Linked DNA regions of Sus scrofa: region 2 is linked to region 1. Evidence: chromatin contacts called from public Hi-C data. All regions are on one chromosome and are shown on one strand. Each heading gives the region's core, a stretch centred on a gene start, on an enhancer-like site or on the middle of the called end of the contact. The rest is flanking DNA. Distances are from core to core; before and after follow the strand shown.

The links. Hi-C and Micro-C count contacts between places; a contact is called where the count stands out from the background.
Region 2: a contact with region 1 is called in a Hi-C map of heart right ventricle, with 2.2 times the contacts expected there. The contact joins the promoter of HERC2 here to the promoter of MFHAS1 in region 1. A contact is called at or near these places in 1 of 47 Hi-C or Micro-C datasets (heart right ventricle) and 1 of 2 datasets of contacts at active chromatin or transcription factors (alveolar macrophages).

What each region holds. Positions count from the first base shown.
Region 1 is chr15:56,199,058-56,202,297 of Sscrofa11.1, forward strand. MFHAS1 (malignant fibrous histiocytoma-amplified sequence 1) reads left to right here and starts at 1,398. Exons shown (of 3, transcript XM_021075967.1): 1 at 1,398-3,240. The coding sequence starts at 1,959.
Region 2 is chr15:56,436,658-56,439,888 of Sscrofa11.1, forward strand. It overlaps HERC2 (E3 ubiquitin-protein ligase HERC2), which reads left to right and starts at 1,460. Exons shown (of 93, transcript XM_021075345.1): 1 at 1,460-1,772; 2 at 2,143-2,245. The coding sequence starts at 2,174.

The DNA.
Region 1 (3,240 bases), core at 148-2,647:
GGTGTTCAATGGCTCTCTTTGTTTTTTTTTAATTAATTAATTAATTAATTAATTTTTGTATTTTTGCCTTTTTTAGAGCCACTCCCGAGGCATATGGAGGTTTCCAGGCTAGGGGTCTAATCAGAGCTGTAGCCAGCGGCCTATGCCAGAGCCACAGCAACACGGGATCCGAGCCACGTCTGCAACCTACACCACAGCTCAGGGCAATGCTGGATCCTTAACCCACTGAGCAAGATCAGGGATCCAACCGCAAATTCATGGTTCCTAGTCAGATTCCTTAACCACTGCGCCACGACAGGAACTTCTCAATGGCTCCCTTTAAAGAGACAAATTATTACTATTCAAATACCTGCACTTAATTTGGGTCCCCAAATGACAGCAACAATCCCTTGTAGGGGAGAGCCAACCAGGTGTTAACTGGTGCATTTAACCAATTACATTTAGCTTTGTGTCTCTGAGAGCTATTTGCTTCATTATTAATCAAGCTGGAGGCAATGACGGAGGTGCTACCCTGAGGCTGAATAGAGTTCAAGGTTTGGGCAAATTCTGAAGAAATTATTTACTTAGTGTAGATGTGACCGCAAAGAAATTCCAATAAATAAATAAATAAGTAAACAAGCAAGCAAGCAAGACTTGGAGTTGAGCATTGGGCTGTAAATTTTTCTTGACATAACTGCCATTTTCTTGAACCTACAGCATAATAAGGACTGTACAGTTGGGGATATGGTATTTGTTTCCTGAGGCTGTTGGGAGGATGTGTGGGACATCCCGGATAAAACACTGCGTGGCCCCCCTTTCTCCACTCCGCAGTAAGGCCGGCGAGGAGCCTGCTCAGAGCCTTCCTCAGGGGAGCAGAGAATGTCTGTCTCTGGTCGGTCTGCCATAAAATAAGGTCTCGATAAATATTTACCAAGTGAATGAATGGTTGCCTGCTTTTCTCGTTCTTTTGTTTAATCACACTCTCCTTTTAGGTTCCTACAATGAAACCCAGGCCCCTGCATGCTGCCGGTTCCACTAAGGTGTGGACATAGGGTGAGTGGAAGGGGGAAGAAGGGTAAGGAATGAGTCAGGGAGGCCTGGGATCCAACACGTGAGGGGAGAAGAGAAAGAAATTCTTAGAGGCGCAGGGCCAACAAAGAGCCAGACGCAGGCAGACTTAAGCAGGAGCGCCCCGGGGCCGTGATCTGCAGCCGGGACGGGCCACCAGCGCGCCTCCGGCTCAGCGGTGTCCAAGCCGCCGCCCGTGGAGGGCGAGGCGCCCCCAGCCCGGCTCAAGGCGCTGGTCCGCGGCCCCCGCCCCGGGGCGGTGCCGGGAACACGCGGCGTCTCCGCGGGTCACGTGGGGGCCGCTCCGCCGGGCGGCGCTGCCGCTTCCCGATCTCGCCCTCCCAGTGGCGGGGACGCGGCGCTCGCGCTCCCGCCGGAGCCCGGGGAAGCGGAGACTACGAGGCGGCCCGGCCCTGCGCCCACATCATGCCCGCAGCGGAGCGGGCCGCCGCCGTCCTCGTGGAGCTCGCGGAGGCGACGATGCTGCGGGCCGCGGGGCCGCGGCAGCGAGGGTAGCGGGGCTAGAATCGGCCCCGAGGCCCCGGAGGCGGGTGGAGCAGGAGGGGGAGCGGCAGGCATCCTCCGCGGCGCGGCGGGCGGGCGGCGGCCCTGCTGCCCCGGCGCGCCCCTGGCCCGAGAGCCCGGAGAATGCGAGCTGCGCTCCCCGCCGGCCGGCCGCCTCCCCCAGCGCCGCACGCCCGGCGCTCCCCGGAGCTTCTCGCGTCGCCGCTGCCCCCCAGCTGCGGGCGCCTGGCCGCTGGCTGCGCTAGGACCCGCCGCCGCTGGTCGCGGAGGGCTGGTGGGAAGGGAGGAGCGGGAGCTAGAGGGCCCCAGAGACTGGCGCCTGCCTGGGCGCAGCGCGGCATGTAGCTGCGGGCGCCCGCGCCAAGGTGTCAGCCCGGGACCCCACCATGGCTGGGACGGACAGTGGGAACCTGAAAACGGTGAGGCTGTGGCGGGACGCCGCCCTGCGTGCCAGAAAGCTGAGGAGCAACCTGCGCCAGCTCACCCTCAGCGCGGCCGGGGGCAGCCCAGGTGCCGACCAGATCGACTCCCCCGACGCCCCCCAGCTGGTGCTGCCGGCCAACATCGGGGACATTGAGGTGCTGAACCTGGGGAACAACGGCCTGGAGGAGGTGCCCGACGGGCTGGGCTCTGCGCTGGGCAGCTTGCGCGTCCTGGTTCTGCGCCGAAACCGCTTCGCCCGGCTGCCCCCCGCGGTGGCGGAGCTGGGCCACCACCTAACCGAGCTGGACGTGAGCCACAACCGGCTGAGCGTCCTGGGCGCCGAGGTGGTGAGCGCCCTGCGTGAGCTGCGGAAGCTCAACCTCAGCCACAACCAGCTGCCCGCCATGCCTGCCCAGCTGGGCGCGCTGGTCCACCTGGAGGAGCTGGACGTCAGTTTTAACCGGTTGACACACCTGCCCGACTCCTTCTCCTGCCTCTCCCACCTGCGCACCCTCGACGTGGACCACAACCAGCTCACGGCTTTTCCCCGGCAGCTGTTGCAGCTGGCGGCCTTGGAGGAGCTGGATGTGTCCAGCAACCGGCTGCGTGGCCTACCTGAAGATATCAGTGCCCTGCGTGCCCTAAAGATCCTGTGGCTGAGCGGGGCTGAGCTTGGCACCCTGCCCAGCGGTTTCTGCGAGCTGGCCAGCCTGGAGAGCCTCATGCTGGACAACAACGGGCTGCAGGCTCTGCCTGCCCAGTTCAGCCGCCTGCAGCGGCTCAAAATGCTCAATCTCTCCTCCAACCTCTTTGAGGAGTTCCCTGCCGCACTGCTGCCCCTGGCTGGTCTGGAGGAGCTCTACCTTAGTCGCAACCAGCTCACTTCAGTGCCATCCCTGATCTCTGGCCTGAGCCGTCTTCTCACCCTGTGGCTGGATAATAACCGGATCAGATACCTGCCAGACTCCATCGTGGAGCTGACCGGCCTGGAGGAGCTCGTGTTGCAGGGGAACCAGATTGCTGTGCTGCCAGACAACTTTGGCCAGCTCTCCCGGGTGGGCCTGTGGAAGATCAAGGACAACCCGCTGATCCAGCCCCCTTACGAGGTCTGTATGAAGGGAATCCCCTATATCGCAGCCTACCAGAAGGAGCTGGCTCATTCCCAGCCGGCGGTGCAGCCCCGCCTCAAGCTGCTCCTGATGGGCCATAAGGCTGCAGGAAAGACCCTGCTCTGTCACTGCCTCA
Region 2 (3,231 bases), core at 210-2,709, 240 kb after region 1:
TGTACAACTTCCATGGAATTAGTCTTTTTAATACAAATTGTCAAATGTGTATGTATAGAATTGTTTCTGGTACAGGTATCCCCATGCTTTTTTTTCAGAAGTTCACTTTATGTCACTTTGCTTTCACGAAGAGATCTACATTACTGTTTTCAATAACCAAAGAAATGCAAAGGGAACTTTTTGCTTCCATGAAAAAAGGCAAAAAGTGAAAATAGTGTTCAATGTTTATTTTGCAGTGAGCTGTTCTAGAGGTAGCCTATACCCCAGGCAGCAAGTGGCACTGCCAAGCACTTTCCCTGGGAACTAATTACACTCAGCATCTCAGCATCTAACCACCAGAGATGCTGGTGTCTGCATCTGAGCTTTACCTTGATTTATTTTGTGCATCCCTTAGCAAGATGTGTCCTAAGGCAAATACTTCTTTGCTTTACATAGTTTTCACTCCCAAAATTTTCATAGGAATTCTGTTTTGGATGGTGGGAGCAATTTGTATATCCTCACTGTCCTTCCAGTCTTTAGTGGTAACTCAGCTGCATTTCCTGTTCTTTGTAGCTTGTATGTCTTATCATACAATCTTTGCAAAGGATTGCTTTTAGTTTCATTGATTTTTCTCTATATTTTTTTGTTTTCAATTTCATTTATTTCCGCTCCTTTACTATTTCTGCCCTCTTCTTATTTTGGGTGTGTGTTGCTTTTCTTTTCCTATTTTCTTACATTGTTCATTTGGGGCCTTTCTTATTTTCTAAGATAAGCAGTTAGTCTCATTTTAATCAGTACTTTAGTTGTGCTCTTGTAATTCTGATGTATTATTTTAATTTTTGTTCAATTAAAAATAGTTCCTTTCCTTTCAGATTATTGATTATCTAGAACTGTATTGTTATACTTCCAAGTGTTTTGGGATTGTCCTGTGTCTCATTGATTTGAGTTAACTCTATTACGATCAGAGAACATACCCTGTAAGACTTTGTTTTAAATTTCTTAAGAATTGTTTTCTGGCTACTCGTTCACTGGAACTAAAAGCTTTCATTGCCTTCTCCGAGTTTCCGGCTACCAGGTGCTCCGGTTGCATTCAGCGGGACAGACTGGAGGAGGCTCTTGCAGAGCCCAGACAGCCTCACCTCCAAGAACTGCGCCCGCAAAAACCTGGACCTCCTCCAGCATTGAGACCACCAACCGGCAGCCTGGCTTTTTGAGAGCGCAGTGCGAAGACCCGGCAGAAGCTTGTTCGTGCGTGCGTGTGGGCAGCGGAAATCCCGCCTCCGGGCGTTTGCGGTTGGCCCTGACCGCAAGGGATGAGCCCGAGGAGGAAGACGGGTCGGATTGGAGGAAGCTGAAGAGTCCGGAGGCGGGGCGAGCAGGCTTATCCTCCTCATTGGCCGGACCCTCGGAGACACCTCCATGCCATTGGCTGGGTAGCGGGGGGAGGCACCTCCCGTCCGCCCGCCCCTTGGGCCGCGGGAGGCGCCGGGATCGCGACCGCTGGCTGCTGAGGCTGTGTCTACGCTCGCCGGAGCCAGGCGGCCGGGCCTCTGCCGTCAGGTCTTCGTCCCCGCGGGGCGGCGAGGGCGGCCGGCCGCTGGGGCGGTGCGGGCCCGGGCCAGGCCGAGCCGGTGCACGGCGGGCGTTGGCGCAGCCGCCGGACCTTGGCCTGCGCGGACCGCCGGCGGCGCGGGTCTTGGCTGCCTTCTCATTTCCAAGTGATTATTGTTTTGGATTTTTCTGCAGACGTGAAGTTTGATTAATTTATTTCACTCACCAGTCGCTGGTCAGAGGTAAAGCGGCAGATGCATGCTAGTGTCATTTGTTGTTGAGATGTGGGCTTCCTGCAGTCTGTTAGCGTGTTTACCTTTTGGATTTAAGGGAAGGGGATGGATGACATTGTGATTTGGTTTCTGTGACCGTCCATTCTCAAGGTCTCTTACTTGGAGTGGAAGTAGGCTTTTTCCTTTCTCGCTCCATCTTTCTCTTTTCCTCTTTTCTCTCACTCCCCTCCCCCAGCGCTTTTCCCCTCCCTCCTTTCTGTTCTTTCTCGCTTTTTTTTTTTTTTTTTTTTTTTTTTTTTGCGGCATTAAACCTTGCGGGAGGGTCTTTGTAAAATTTTGAAAAGGTTTATGGCTTCAACATTTCTGTTTTTACTTTCAGGTTTTACAGCTGGGAGGAAACCAGGAGAAAGATGCCTTCTGATTCTTTCTGTTTGGCTGCCCAGGCTCGACTTGATTCCAAATGGTTGAAAACAGATATACAGGTGGGGTTTTGATATACCTTTTTCCTGCTGTGCACCTGCGTCCATAGTTAAATTTATGGTTAACGCTTTTCTTAGGATATGTAAGAGCATGCAGATCGAATCTTACCATATATTGGAAAAGCAGGTTTATTTTCCACAACTTAAAAGTTACCTTTTATTGTATCAATTTTTATTGCTGTTATAGTGCGCATAGCTACATTTTAGTTACAGTTATTTATAAGTGCAAGAAACATGAGATAGAGTTATGGAAAAAATTTTTTGTTATTATTTTTTAAGAGGTCTGTATCATTCTTATCCATATCTTGGTGACTTTGTTAAGTGATACTTTTTGAGGTGTTCAGTTAGTTGTGCAGGGGAGAAGGACAGTAATTTATGATGTCCTGCAGAAACCCACTCCTTTTTATGGGATTCTGTGTTTGTTTCTGGAGAGACAAGTTCATTTGAGCTATTTGTTTGGTATTTGTGACTGATCTTATTGAGAGAAGTCCTTGGCGTTGTAAATCAACTATACTCCAGTAAAAAACAAACAAACAAAACCTTGGATTTTCACATCAAGGACAGGTGGAAGCAAGATGTTGGACTTAGACTCTAATAATTTTGTTTGAAAATAATTGCAAGCTTGTCCAGAAATTATCAAATAAATAACAGTAATATTTCTATTCTTTAACCCAGGTTAGTTTTGTTCGCAAATGAAAATCTGCTTTTGTAACTCCCTTTTCCCTTTAGAATCAATGTCTGAAATATTTTGTAGTGTGTAATGTGTTTTTTCCTCTTCCCTTAGGTTAATCATTTTAAGTATTTCTCAAGTAATCTTAACCTTTTTAAAATACAGTGTTATGTACTACATGATGGTTTATCAAGTTGTGTATTCTGTGAGCAACTGATCATAGATACTTGTAATAAAGCATTATTGGCCCTCTTAAAATTTTTTTCCTCTTAAAATTTTTTTAAGTGTTGAGTCCCAGTTGGTTGGAGAGCCAACTGTT